Regions from separate parts of the Cyprinus carpio genome. Here region 2 is linked to region 1. A link is a contact called in public Hi-C data. All regions are on one chromosome and are shown on one strand. Each heading gives the region's core, a stretch centred on a gene start, on an enhancer-like site or on the middle of the called end of the contact. The rest is flanking DNA. Distances are from core to core; before and after follow the strand shown.

The links. A called contact is a pair of places that touch in the nucleus more often than the background predicts.
Region 2: a contact with region 1 is called in a Hi-C map of liver, with 7 times the contacts expected there. The contact joins the promoter of map3k1 here to the enhancer-like site in region 1. A contact is called at or near these places in 7 of 8 Hi-C or Micro-C datasets (liver and skeletal muscle).

The regions. Positions count from the first base shown.
Region 1 is chrB10:3,059,258-3,067,077 of ASM1834038v1, reverse strand. It overlaps map3k1 (mitogen-activated protein kinase kinase kinase 1), which reads left to right. Exons shown (of 20, transcript XM_042732111.1): 9 at 1,507-1,699; 10 at 2,953-3,207; 11 at 6,508-6,627; 12 at 7,194-7,287; 13 at 7,685-7,820. Among protein-coding and RNA genes, the nearest start is that of hmgcs1, 21 kb to the right of the region's middle. Within about 2 kb of position 5,092, at least 2 of the 8 cell types and tissues checked have an H3K27ac peak or open chromatin away from gene starts, as enhancers often do. A contact at or near this core is called in liver, where this site is marked.
Region 2 is chrB10:3,102,346-3,110,210 of ASM1834038v1, reverse strand. It overlaps map3k1 (mitogen-activated protein kinase kinase kinase 1), which reads left to right and starts at 4,670. Exons shown (of 20, transcript XM_042732111.1): 1 at 4,670-5,128. The coding sequence starts at 4,710.

The DNA.
Region 1 (7,820 bases), core at 3,843-6,342:
TTTTTATTTAAATAAAAAAGGAAACAAGTAGATAGAATTAGAATAGAGAGTGCTAGAGAACGTAAGAGGAAAAAAAATCAACAGTTCATGTATGAATAAATGTACTTTCTGAAGCTGAAAGTGACAGTTACAGATGTTTTATGAGCATTAGGACCGAGTACCTCATAAATATTTTCGTATTTAAGGAGGTGTGCAGTTGACTAGCGGACCCATAACAAAAGAGTCTCGCATAAACCCAAGCAGGCCTGATGCTAATTGAACGCAACAAGCCCCAACACAGATGGAGTTTAAGAAAGATGCCGCTGTCAGAGCGGCAGACAGCGCTAACTAATGAAGCTGGCAAAACCAGTGCTGATGCTTCATTCAGATTTACTCTGAGAGGAGGTCATGCAGAGGTCAGGATAGGCAGCATCACAGAGTCTGGTGTCGACTCCTCTCTGGTGGTTAGGTAAGCGAGACAGCCTGGCACCAGCCATGTTTGTGTGTCTGCCCGGGATAGACATGCTAGCGGCCAGTCAGGTTTTGGTATGTTCCAACTTCCCGCAAACCATCCAGAGAATCGCCCCACACACAGAGCCGCATGAAACCAAATCCTGATGTTTCTTCTTTTAGGAAACAGCAATTATTCTAATTTCATGAAGTAAATCCCCTTCATTTGTCATGATGCTGTGCTACACATCATGGTCTTGCCATCTCAGGTTTCAAGAACACAAATCACGGGTTTGGTTTGTTGCCTTTGTGGTGTTCCTGCGATATTAGACCTTACACATGCATTGTTTTGTTGTTATGAGACATTACAGTGGCCATTAGTGTAACCTGTCTTCTACAGTCAGTTACCATTTCAGTGCAAACATATGTTAATTATGTGCCATGGAGCGGTTTGCTTGTAATACTTTGACCAGTATTTCAAGACGCAAGACTCAGCAGTGTAGCGTTTTTTTTTTTTTTTTTTTTTTTTAAATGTAAAGACCGCAATGATTAAAGATTAGATTGTTCTGCCAAAAAATTAACTCGAAGAAAAGTTGTTTATTGACTCAATTTACATTCATGCATTTAGCAGATGCTTTTATCTAAAGTGACTTTTTTTTTGAATGGTTTGTCTGAAGATGAAGTCAAATGAATTATCTCTGCTAATGAGTAACATGACAACCAAACATGGCATCATGATACTTCAGTTGGCTCAGTAAGATGTGATTTATGCCGTTCACTACTGTTTTGAAAGAAGTCTATCCAAGGCTAAATTTATTTGATTGAAAATACAAGGACAATAATATTATGAAATATTGTTACAGTACAAATGAACAGTTTTTGTCATCTATTGCTGTGATGGTAAAGCTGAATTATTCATGCAGTCTTCAGTGTCACATAATCCTTTTTTTATAGATGTATATTTTATGATACTTTAATGAAAAGAACGCGCAATAGAAAAGTAGTACAGTAGTGTATCATGGATGTTGCTTGGACAAATAATCTGATAGCTGTTTGTCTGTGTATTGGTGTGTGTAGTTATGAAGCACCATCTACAGTGGAAAGCACAACAAACCGCTCCCAGAGTCAAACAGCTGCTTCTTCTTCAATGTCTTCATCTCTTCATACCGAGAGCTCGAGAACGGGACAGGAGAGCGACCTCTCGCTCCCACAGTATGGAGTGCAGCACATCCCACAGACGTACACAGAGCTCGCCGAACCCTGGATCAAGGTGCGCTCAACCTGCAAACTATACACAGATAAGATCATGCTTATGGTCTTCAGACAAAAATGCATTAACATGACCATTCATGAACAAAAAAAGACACTTTTTATATAACACTTGTGTGAAGGTGATCACCAGTTACTGCAGCAAACGTTACACACCTTTGTGAAAGAATTCTGACGGGGATAAAAATGCTGTAGCTTTAAAACATTTTGTTTGCTTGTATGTTTTGGATCATTGTGTTGACCCAATAGTGTATCAGCTGCAGTTTCTGGACTGATCACTTCACATTCTCCTGGAGAATTCACTGATTCAGAGCAGAATTTACTGCTTGCATCAGCAAAACCATCACACTAGATAGGCCTGAAGGTCTTTGGAGGTTGTTCTTGGGTTCTTTGTGATTTCTGGATAATTTTGTACCTTGGATTTTGGCAGGGCGATCACTCCTTGTGCAACTATTTCAAACTCTCTTCATTTGGATAAAATTGCTCTGATTGTGGTTTGTTGGAGCCAAAGAGGCCTTAGAAATATCGTTGTAGCCTTCTCCAGACTGATAACTCTTCACTTTCTATTACAAAGCCATCAGAAGACCTTCTTTTTCTTCCTAATGATCCACTGTAGCCTAAAAGGATAGTCTGGCCAAAAATTATAATTCTGTCAGTTACTCAACCATATGTTGTTTGTATGTAAACATGTATGCCTTTCTTTCTTTTATGGAACATAAAAGAAGATATTTTGAAGAATGTTGGTAACCAGTTTCAGTCCCCATTGACTTCCATTGTATGAGCATAAAAATTAATGTCAGTGGGAACTGAAACGGTTTGGTTACCAACATTCTTCAAAATATCTTCTGTGCTCCACAGAAGTCAGTCAGTCCTGCAGGTTACAGAAAACATTATGGTGAGTAAATGATTTCGTTTTGGATGGACAGAACGGGATTGATTTAATTATTGGCCATAAAAATAATTGCCGGCCATCAATATTTACAAAACTCACTACTTATTAAAGATCATCTCACATAAACTGACCTGCTTGACTTGTGTTTTCATCTAAATTCTCATTCCTGTAATGCAAAAAAAAAAAAAAAAAAAAGTGAACTTATAAGTATACGTTATGATGGTTTTTAGTTCTTAATGGTCATGAAAATGTCACGCTGCAAGAAAATTTTTATTCTTACTGTTCTATTTTGTTATCACCGTTGGCATGACTGTCCGGCTGACTTCCTCTGTGTGGTTTTGTGTGTTCATGCTCTCTCTCAGGTGTTTGGTTTGGAGTTGGTCGGCTGTCTCTTTTCCCGAAACTGGAACATCAGAGAAATGGCTCTTCGGCGGCTGTCACATGACGTGAGCGGCGCCCTCCTCTTAGCCAATGGCGAGCATTCATTGGCCGGGGCGGGTGCGGGGCTTGGGACAGCTGCAGGGGAGGTGTCCGGAGACGTGGTGGTGGAGTCCTGCTGTAGCGTGCTCTCCATGGTCTGCGCTGACCCCGTCTACAAAGTCTATGTGGCAGCACTGGTGAGATGCTACACCTCTGTATTCTTGACACCACCCTTGCCTCTGCTAAAGTGTGTGGCAGGGTTTCTGCACGTCTTAATCCACCCTTCTGCAAATTAATGCCTTAAAAGACTTCAATCAGAGCAGGAAGACTTAAATTCAGGAAGTCATGGCATTTAATGTTGCATGAAGTGAAAAATGTATATCTTGCTCAGTATTGTTGATTTCCAGTACAAATAATTTTCTTTACTTGCTCTTAAAAAGCTCTTTAAAAAGTCTTAAATTTACCTTCATCAAACCTGCAAGAATCCCTGATCTAAAGGCAGATTTAGGACACATATAAATAGTGTCAAAATACAAAAACATCACAACAATACTGTATTGTACAGTAGTACAATAGCACATTGCCTGTTAGACATGACAATGAATCAGTGTGTGCATTAATCAGGCTGCACTGGTTTCATGCGCTACATCTCAGGTTACATGCATAGCGTACGTGCTTTCGGAGTTGTTTAAGCACTTATGTGAAGCAGAAGTCTTTATTATTCAAATGCTCCAGTCTTTATTATGCCCAAGTGTCGTGCATGCTGACTGGTGAAGTGCTGTCACATGCGTTCTCCCTTGACCAGTGTTTCACATGTCTGACCGCTGCTGTGATCATGTGTACACTTCAGTCACATGAGACGCTTACAGCGTGATGCTTCTGTTATGATCATAGAGAGATTGCACAGTGCTGGGAAGGAAATTGCACAATACTGCACCAACTCTTCACCAAGAGCTCCTACAGTCATCAGGTTAAAGTAGTCTCGCGTCAAAACATTGTCTTGGTACCCTTTTGTCTTTAGCTTTGTCGAATTCAGTTTTTAAGCGCTAATGTGGATGTTTGCGTGAGCTGGTCTTAATTGAGGCACATTCAGAAAAGTCCTGCTCTGTAGAGTACAGTCCAGTTGATCTCCATCATGCCAAGGACACATCCAAACTGGGCTGGATGATATAGCTAAAAATCTCTATTTCTCCACATTTTTACTATATTCGAAATGTATTTAAATATATTTGCTTTTGTTTGTCACCCACGAAAGACAAGATTGTTGTTATGAAGTACATTGTTTATTTCTAAAAATAATCTTATTAAACCTAATTTAAACAAATAATTTTAATCTAATTAGAAAATATCTATACATAGCATTCACTTTCTGTTTTCTAGCAAATAAACACAAAAGAAGCATTTATAATATATTTATTTAAAGGTAACAATATAAAGAAATTGTACATAAAGTGCAATCTTTATGCTTCAAAAACATGTAAATAGAAACCATTGATGCTCTTCACTTAGTGCACCACAAACAAATACTCCCGATCACTTTGAGGCTGTCATACTCATGAGATGAAAAATGGCTTACAGTATTTAGAAAGCTAAACTAAACTTAAAACTTTATCATTAACACTGTTCAGCCAATAGAAAAATGACAAAATTCCCAAGAAATAAAACAGAAATCAGGCCATTAATGCTTTTTTTAACTTTTGCCAAAATGTTCATTTTTGTTCTGGCTGATATCCATGTATTTCTGCTAGATATAAAAGCAGTCTAGATAAGTTTTTTCCCTTTGGTCAACTTTGATCGGAGGTTATCAGAACCGTACTGAGTTCTAAAGTGCAACAAACCACGCTGGCTAGTTTTAAAGTTCACTTCAAACCAGGAAGTCTGGAAACAGCGGGGATCCTCAGACTGAAGCTGGAAAAGAAAGGTTTCTTTTTTCTTTGTCTCTTAACCTATTTCTCTTCCTTTAAAAAAACAACAAAAAAACAATAGCTCTTGCTGCTTGGACTTCTGGGATGGTGTTTTTCCCTCGGGCTCTGTGCTCCAGTGAGCCGCCTCTATGAAAAAAACAACAAGCGTTTTGTCTTTTCGGGGCTTTCCAGCAGTTTTCCTGTGTTCCTAGAACACGCACCAAAAAGAGGGCCATCTCTATGAACTAAAAATACTACAGACTAAAGCTTTCGGGATGTTACCTTGTGTTAGACTGCTCTGTAAACACTACAGCATAGTGACGTTTATCTGAAGTCTGCTTATGTATTAAATGCGGCGAGTTAAAATGTCACGTTTCACTATTTATTCTTGACTTGGAGTTCTTTTTTTGCAGGGAGAAGAGCATTATTTGAGCCTTTAGTGTTGTGTGAGTGTGTAGGCGGTAGAATGTGTTTGTTTTCAGGAGGGAGTGTATGGTGGGTTAATCAATGCCGGGCCGCGCTCCAGTGCGATGTGCTATCAGTCACCACTCCCAGCTCTCTCTGGAGTCGGGTCAGGGTGAACCGTTTCTCACACTCACTGTACTGCACTGTTGGTGTAGAGTCCAGTGCTTCTAGACTGGAGCATCACAGCCTTGTCCTGACCGCAGTGTTCATGCAAATAATAAAATACAGCTGAACATATACTTGTGTGTGTAGGCTAACATAGTAAAGAGGCTTATCAACTTTCAAAACTTAACTACCACTTAACTCTTTTATTGCTGATGTCAATTACAAGTCACTTTGTAAAAGCTAGGCAAGTTAACCAGGTTGTGTGACTTGAAGAAACCTTTAGAAACTTAGCACTCAAAACTAAACAAATATTATGCTCCGTGTATGGCTGCATGTTTTGGAATTTAAAAATTAACTGAGATTTTTCGGATTATTGTGATTTATTTAATGTTGTTGTCATTGTTTTTTAATAAAAGCTCCATGTTTGCTGTACTTGTTGGTAGGGCTCTGCAATTAGGCCAAAAATGTTGTAATTTAATGTTAAATGTAAAATGAGTATAATAATAGTTGTTGTTTTAATAGTTTAATAGTTTAGTTGTTTAGTAGCATGCCTATTATTAAAACATTATCTGTTTATTAGTGTTTATAAAGCACATATTCTGCATGAGCATATTCTACATCTCTAATCATACCCAATACCTAAACCTAACAACTACCTAACTAACTATTAATAAGCAGCTAATTAGGAGTTTGAGGCAAAAGTCGTAGTTAATGGTTTGTTTATAGCGAGAATTAGACCTTAAAAGAAAGTGACCAATTCATAGTTTTTAAATGTTAAATGATTAAGCTTTTATTTTGGCAGAAAACCCTTAAAGCTACTTTTTGTTTAGAACAGCAGCTAATTTATATGCACTTTCAATATTTCAGCTAATTGCACAACTCTCTTTGGGTCATGAGGCTAAAGCAACAGAAAACTTAAACTGAAGACTAGAGAAGCCACAACACAAGCCACAGTCCTGAACATGGCAACATTGTTTGTTTTTGCTTGTGTTGATCCATGTTAAGAGTTGTTGTTTGTTTCAGAAAACCCTGCGAGCGATGCTGGTCTACACCCCCTGTCACTCTGTGTCCGAGCGGACGCGATTACAGCAGCTGCTGCGGCCCGTGGTGGAGACCATCCTGCTCAAGTGTGCAGACGCTAACATCAAAACACCTAACAAAAGATATGACATAGATCAAATTTTACAACAAACAAAAAAAAAATGAACAAACTAATAGACAAACGCCCTGGTCTGAAGTTAACAAGCTATCACCACCTAGTGGCCAGGCGCTGTAACAAACACAGTTGAATAATACATTTTAGTGTTTGCTGAAGTGCTGAAATTATTATTATATAATATATATATATTTTTTATTTATTAATTTTTTTTTTTTTTTTTAAGATTTTTAATATGAAATCAAAATGTGTACTAATTGCTCCACCACACATCTTCCTGGTCTAATTGTGAATGATTTAGGTGTGCGTGTTATTCTAAAGGTAATAATGGTTGTCTTTTATAATCTTTCTTTGTTGTGGGCATCACCACACACTAATATTTTTCAATTCTGCTTTTTTTTATGAGCAAGTATCAGACTTATTTGCAATATTATCTCTGTTCAGAAAAAGAATTCACCCTATATCAGTTCAGAAAAAGGCCTCACATTGTTGTTTACTTTGAAAGCTCTTTTGGAGTGAGTTAACTGAGTGTGTGTGTGTTTTTTGTGCTTGTAGTCGCACCAGTCAGCTGTCCGTCTCCACTCTGCTGGAACTGTGCAAAGGGCAGATGGGGGAGCTCGCTGTGGGAAGAGAAATCCTCAAAGCAGGTACAAATCATATTCCACACTTTCACACTGTATATTACGAGCATAAGTATACCACGTAGAATACTGCATAAGTATGCAAATCGTGATTCACATATACATTAGCTTTGTGTGAGAAACGGGAAGCTTACATTTGTTATTGACACTCCACCATAGCACTCAAAATCTTACTTGTGTATGCCAAGACCTGTCACAGACATGGTAGAAGATTTATAGTGAATAATAAGTATACCTCTCATGAAGCTATTATAAATGCCTTGTATAAAATAGTACTTTAAAACACAGGTTTGGAATGAGTAATGAGTTTTTAAGGAACTGTTCCTTTTTGCAGGCATTCTTTTCTTCTCTTTCTCTCTGTAATATTTAAATAAAGATGTTTTCATCTCTGATTGTCCATCAGGCTCTATTGGTATTGGTGGAGTTGACTATGTCCTGAACTGTATCTTGGGCTCTAAAACGGAGGCCAATAACTGGCAAGCACTGCTGGGTCGGCTGTGTCTGATCGACAGGCTCTTACTGGAGTTTCCTGCTGAATT
Region 2 (7,865 bases), core at 3,421-5,920, 44 kb before region 1:
CACTGCTTGTTTTGGTAACAGGACTCTGGAGGAGGAGGAGGAGGAGGGAGACGAGGCTCTGTACCAGGCACTGCGCTTCAGAAAAAACAGGTGGGAGTAGATGAAAACCAGTGCTTTGATATAAACCTTCCCTGCATTCCCATAAGACAAAGAATAGATTTTCAGATGCAGTATTTCAAAATATATAACAACTGCCAAAAACATTATGTTAATATATTTGCCATATGGGTTAATTTACAATATGCTTTCAGCATGCTTAGTCGTTTCAATTAATTCACTGTGATGCATTAAATAGTCAAGCACTGGAATTATACACAAATACAACAAGAATCAAGAACTGTTGAACTCACTAATAAAGAATGAAGGCAAGAGATAAACACACACACACACACACACACAGAGAGAGAGACATGGGAGAGGGTTGATCCTGAGGGAGGTCAGTTCCCTCCATATACAATACTCTTGTCTCATCTGTCATCGTGGCCTTATTTCCATGAGTAGTGAAACAGCAACTGCTGTTATTATATAAAATACCAGTGTCTGTCCTCGGAAAGCTTTCTGAAAAAAAAAAAATGGACATGAAGTTGTCTCCAATACAGTCCATCCTGCTCATGCAATAGTTTCATGAAAGCCCAAATGGGGTTTCTTAACCTTAAATTAAAATTAAACGCAACTTACATCTGAAAACCAAATAAGTAAAACAATAAATATGAATAACAGTGCATACGTGATAAATATCACATTTTTAACAACATGTACTACATGGTTTTGACAGAAATTTAATCTAAATACAAACTCTTTACTACAATGGTAATCTTCATATTCTGAAAATATGCAGTTGCATTAGCTAAATGAAGTACATTAGATCTGTATATTTAGCAAGCAGGACATATTTTTAAGAGATTTCTCACAAAAGCATTAAAGCCAGTTGGATCTTTCAGATGTGCTGCTGTGAGGTCTGTGTTTTTAGAAGAAAAGAGATTTATTTGTGTCTGGACCTTCAAGCCTGCTTTTCCTGACAATGTTCAACTTATTAAAACCAGTAATATAAAAACGCTGAATCATAATAGGATGAATCATAGGTCATTTCACCCAGTTATTTGACAGCACATTTAACCATGTGTAACTATATTACAGACAGATACAGTGATATTACAGATACAATCCACCCATCAGGGGTCCGGTTTAACCTTCCAGTTCATCCAAATAAAACTATCACACAATCCTTCATGGACGTTCACCCCGATACACAGCACAGCTCTTTGCGTCACAATTTTCCTTTCATTAGCTGGAAACAATAATGTCTATCCACAAAGCTGTTTCCTGCCTTTGACCAAACTGGCCCCCTATTTCTCTGGAAAGGCACTGCTTTGTGCACTGGTGCTCTGTTTATGAGATATTCCACAGGAAGATTTCCAGTTAATGTTTTTTCTAACTCTCGGGTCGTGTGAAATTTACCCTAACATCAAATAACTGAAAGATAATCTGTGGCAGTACTGTTGGAGCGCTGATTTATTATATTATAATAAAATGAATAGTTGCAGTCCTGACTTAATTTGAAGCAGAACTTGGCTAAACTGCAGCATGCATGTCCTCAGATACATCAGCAGAGAGAAGTCAAATTATACCATTAAAAATACAACAATAATAATAAAAGATGCATGAACAGATGAATCACTCACAAAAGGATTATCATGCATTAAGAAACTTTTCATGCATTAATGTGTCCATTTTTATTTAATGCAGACTTTATTAAAACAAACTTACACCAGTAAGCAAGTACATCAGTGCCTAGTGCAATTTCCCCTCTGCAGTAGCTTTCAAATGTCATGTGCACTTCTGTGCAGGAAGTCTTTCATCTCGTTTACTTTTGCTGCAATAGAATTTTATTGTACTTGTTGAAATTAAGCATGATTTTCTCTAATCTCTCACTTGGCATTAAATAAGACTCAATCTTTAACTTTACCAGTAAAAAGCAGCAAAGTATGTTCAATGTGCAAAGAATGCTCCTGAACTGAAATCTCTATAAAGGACTTTTAGGCCTATGCTTTTTTCTTGCACCGTTATTTTATTCATCACTCACCATTTTTGTCTTTCTCATTTTGTTTGACCCACACTTGAGATCAGTAGTGCTGACACTGCACACGTTGAGGCAGAAATACTTTGTGTTGTGGTCAACGTGAGCAGGAAATGCAGAAGCTGCAGGAAGCCTGACTGGCTAAGAATAGCGCTTACTGATGGAGTGAATCTACTTGAACAGGAAATTGCTTCCTCCGTGCCGCAGCCCTCGCCCTAAACCGGTCCTCAACCAACAGGACTTCTGCTTTCAAAAACCTATTTTGCTGATTGCAGTGATTTTACACTGCTTGCAGTTCAGACAAAAAATACATGTACATTCAATTGAACCATGATTTTCAAACCCAGAAAAAAAATGCATTTATCTTCTAAATATATGTTTTCTGTTCCATAAAGTGGAGTTACTATGTGTTTTTTCTTTAAAAATAATACTACATGAAGCATACTCTTGTGAAAGTGTTTTTCATTTACTGAATGTGCACTTAATAGTGTTCTTTAAAATAATAAAAAATATATATATTTTTAGAAATGGCAAATAATATAATATACATAATATACATATATTGTAAGGTCACTTAGACTTTCATGACTGCTTCTTAATACACACAAGTTTTTGTAATATTATCTATTTAAAAGTTTCACTTTGAAGTATGTTTTAAATAATTACATCTCTTGTCATGATTTAAACTAAAGCACACTTGGTTGGTGTCAGGATTATGTCTTGTGTAACTGTGTTTTTCATTGATTTTCCAGAGGTTTTGTTGATGAATTAAAAATGAAACAATGGTAAGATAATGGTAAGTTTTCTTGGTTAAAGTGCTCTTATTGAGGGGAGATATGAGAGAAATAACATTCTAAGTGTAATCCAGTCAAATAATTAGGTAAATGTTCAGATGTTGTTGATTAAATCGGTTGAACACTCTTTCACATGTCATACAGCACAGCAGTTTAACATCTCGGCCCATCAAAGTGATGTACAGTGTTTGTAATATTAACTGCGTGCGTAGCTTCTGCCCTGTGCCAGAACAATTAAGACTATACACCAGATAGCGAAAGGAGGCTTCCCATGAGGGATGGAAACCCTCTGAATGGTCAGATCTACCCGGAAAATGAATGCATTTGTGTTTAAATCCCAAGGTTTTTTTTTTTTTTTTTTTTTAAATAAAAACCACTTGTAATGATCACTGTTTTAAAAAAAAATCAAAATCAAATAAATAACATGGAAAATCTATTCATATGAATACACTTATTGTGCCCTGTTTTTCAGGATTTTTTCAGTCATTGCAGCAGTGATGGAGCCGGAGCAGATTTAAGTGCCTGCCTGACATATAGTTTTTGCAAGTACACACTGCTTTGAAATTGTTTATTGATCTCTGACTGTTAAAGCCAGACATCAAGTGCCATCATAAATGACAAATTTAACAAACCTAAATTTAGCCTTAGGAGCTTCAGAAGTGTGTGCAGAGCCTTAGGTGCTACACAAAGCATCTTTCCTCTTTCATATGATGCTTATGTCATTATCTTCTTCTTCTTTTGATGAATAGGAATAAAAGTATCCTACAATTCTAAAGTAACCTACTAACTTCTCACTGCTCGTTTTAATTAGATGGGCCACTTTTGCTGATGTGTAATTGTGGGCAATTCTGTTTTTTAAAGCTTATACTTCTTTGAATTATTGTATTCATGAGCGCACATGAATGCTGTGATTATGTCAAATTTTCTTTTAAACTCTGTATTTCATTTAAACTTTTTTCCTGAACTTTACAGTAGGTGTATACAATTCATATAATGGTGATGACCAATAATGATAACATTTGATAACATAAATAGACTGCTCATGAGTTGACATGCGCAACAAAACTACATTTCCCATAAATCTCTATGACACGCATGCATTTTTTTTTTATTCTTCATTTTGTTTTATTTATTGCTATAAATATTTTCTGTCTTTGTCAGTAAGTTAAAATATAAGTCGCTTTGGATAAAAGCGTCTGCTAAATGACTAAATGTCTAATGTCTAAAATATATATTTGTATATTTTTATTTTTATTTTATTTATTTTTTTGTTACCAAAATCACATCAACATGGCATACTGGGTTTCCAGAGCTGTTTAAAGATTACTACGGTACTTTTTAATGTGTTGCTAATTGGTTTCTTAATTGGTTTTCTTAAGTTCTGGTCAAAAGAGGCCACTTCCAAGACTTCATATTGACTCTTGGGTCCCTCCTTCATTGTAGTTTTGATACTTCAGTGATACTTCAAGTCATTAAGCTTGTTGAGGTGATGTCTGGACATATTGTGTCGAAATTTTTTGACATAGTAATACTAATAATAACCCGAATAAATAAATAAACTATTGTCTTTGGACTGGGAGTTTTGAGTTCTGAAAAATTGTTACAGTATGATTTCATAGATTGCGACATAAATTTCAAAAGATCAAGACCCCTTTAATTTCTGTGACACTGCACGTAGCAGGTAATTTCCCAAAGGAGTCCCTTCCCTTTAGCCCTTCCCACTTTTTGCAGACGACTCCGCCCATCGACCCGGACGCCCCTCCCTCTCATCCTCCCACAGATTCCCGCCACTCCCTCTCTCATAGAGTCTATTAAGTGGCAAAAATTCAGGACAGAAAATGGCGACGGCGGGGAGCCGGACGTTGTCGTTAGGCGGATTATTAGACTCCAGTAGCGGCACAAGCGTCGGGAACGGACTTCAGGACAGTTCCAGCGGCTCTACACTTTCGAACAGCAGCGGGAAAGTGAAGAGAAATCCCGGGGAGAGTTCGCAGTGGAGGCGGAAGGTGAGGAGCGTGGATCTGGATAAATGCGAGAGCGGGACCGCAGCGCTGCACCTCCTCACGGTGTCCGGTCCCGGCTCGATCCAGACCGCATTACTGCAGCAGAGCCTCGCCGAGCCGCCGCTCGCAGAGAAAACCAGCGATAACCCGTGTCCCAGTGCTCAGGAATGGACGAGGAGCTCTTTAAAGAGCAGCGAGAGTCCAGGCGCTGATCATGGAGGGACTGCTGCGGACGTGAACGCTTCACACAACAGGTAAAAATAACCCCCAAACTCTTCTTCAGACGCGTTTCTGTCGTAAGATGCATTTGGAGAAACTTTACACGTTAGCGATATAACGTTAGCTAAACTTCTCTCGGACAGAGCTCCTTGTTTGGTAACTTATGTGTGTGAAAGATTAAGTGTGAGAAACTGAATACAGTCTCACTGAAAGTGACAGTTATAACTCAGGCGATTTAAAAAATCTCCAACGGTTTCTTTATTTTTGCTTTTCTGAAAGAACCGTTTAAAAGTGCAGGCTAAACTAGTTAAAAGTTTACAAATAAACCGATATCTAATTTAACGCTCACGACTTGGTTTAAAAAAGTTGTTTGAAAAAACGTACGTTAGCTGACAAACACACATCTGATTGTATATTTTCCCCTTTATGTTTTGCTTATTTGTATATCGTTGTCGTTATAAAGTCATAAGTACAATAGACAACAATATATTGTATGGGTCAAAATTATCAATTTTTCTTTCATGCCAAAAATCATTAGAATATTAAGTAAATATCATATTCCATGAAGATATTTTGTGGATTTACTATCGTAAATATTTAAAAAAATAATTTTTGATTAGTGTCAAAAATTGATTAGTTTTCATTTGGACAACTTTAAAGGCGATTTTCTCAGTAATTAAGATTTTTTTGCTTCCTCAGATTCCAGATTTTCAAATAGTTGTATCTCAGCCAAATCTTGTCTTATTTTCCTAAGAAACTATACATCAATGGAAAGCTTATTTATTCTGCTTTTAGATGATGTACAAATCTAATTTTCAAAAATTGAGCCTTATGACAGGTTTTGTGATTCAGGGTCACGTGTGTGTTTCTAATGTTGCATATGTTCAGTTCATATTCGAGTGTGCTGTCGGAGCCCGAGTCTCATGTTCAGCTCTGTGTTATGATGATGTGTGAATTTCATGAGCGTCTGCTGGTTGACTGGCAGTTGTTTTCAGCTGGAAGACTGCAAGCGCAGGATTTGCTGCAATATGAGCTGCAGGCTTTGAGACTGTAAAGATAATGAGAGATGAACCTAAACCTGAAACCTAAAAAAACTGCTGGAGAAAAAAAAATGCATGCCTTTGTGAGCTCGGTTTTCCAGGATAATACTTGAGAGTTACTAAAGTCTCTTCTGAGCACACACAACTCTTACGTGAGATAGTGCTGTCACCTGATTACATCCAAAATAGAAGTTTTTGTGTATATCATATATGTGTTTGTACTGTGTATATTCATTATGTAAATGCACGCGCATGCATGTATACATTTAAGAAAAATTTTACGTTTACATATATTTAATATGAATATATACATGTAAATATTTGCTAAATATATGTGTTTATTTATATACATAATAAATATACCCATTACACACACACACACATATATTATGTAAACAAAAACTTATTTTGGATGCAATCAATCATGATTAATCATTTGACAAGACTAGTTTAATGCTTGTTATTTCCTGTTACATTATTAACTATATAAATAACCAGTGCATGAGATGTTTAAATTTGAGATATTGATGTTTAAATGTGAATAAAGCAAAAGGGTTAAAGGGTATGGTTAGTCACATGGTGTTACCTTTAATTAGCCTGGTTGTTTTTCCAGTTTTATCCTCTGTCTCTTTGGTGTTTCTGAGCTATAAAGGGATTGACAGTGACTCCAAACCAATGTTTTACGTCACTGAGCTTATTCATTTACCACTGTTCCCCTCAGGTGAGAACAGGAGCATCAGTCATTGTGTGTTCATGTGTCCTGGAGTCACTGTTACAGGTGACACAGTCCTGATGAGAACAACAGGTGTTGAACCGTGCCTGTTTCTGACACTGCTGTTGAAGCAGATGTTCTCTTGAGTAATAGTAGGACAACTCATCCGCTGAAAATGTTTTCATAGAGAGATCAGTGCATCTCCTTGAGCTGTTTTTGATTGTTAAACGTAAGAAAGTGTGAACGTTATACACCACTGTCGGCACCAAAATAAAATATAATAATGGTTGTTTTCGAACTGGTTTCCTAAACACTCTGCCAGTTTTTTATTAGACGGCAAATTGAATTCTTCTGCTCCAAACTCACAGTTGGTTGAGCTGGTATTGCTGTGTCGGGCTGGTTGGGATTCTCAAACAAACACAGTAATGTTTTGATGCCACATAGACACAATGTTTAGACTTTTTGTGGGAATCAGCCTGGCTGATATTGTCTTAGTGGGGCAGGTGGACGTATTGAAACATGGAAAAAAAAAAGTGACATTGGGGGTCCATATTATACAAAGATTAATAATGGCTTGACAGCTGAGCTCGCAGAGAAAACCTTAAGGCAGCGTGACTTTGGGTCTACGCTTGGCCACTCCATGCATTTTTTTGACTGGATGGTGTTTCGAAACGCAGATTGTAGTCTGATCGTACAAACCTCTTCAGGAGGTAGTTTGAGGCTCGTGCATGCATCTGCAACTCAACTCTGTTGAATTTGCAAATAGCGTGGGTATTGAAACACTGATTTATATTTATGTGGCGAAGTGTAAACAGAAGCGTTTTAACAAACTGGATCAGAGAAAATGCACAAAGTGAAAAATGCAAATAGGCCCTTATGATTTTTGTTTACATTTGTTGCAGCAAACTTTCTTCCAGATCTAGATGATTTCCAAAGACCTTGGAATATTAAATGTGATTTATTACAGTAGTCATTCGTTATGTCATTTGTGAATGCGGACTGAATTGCTTAATATTTCTC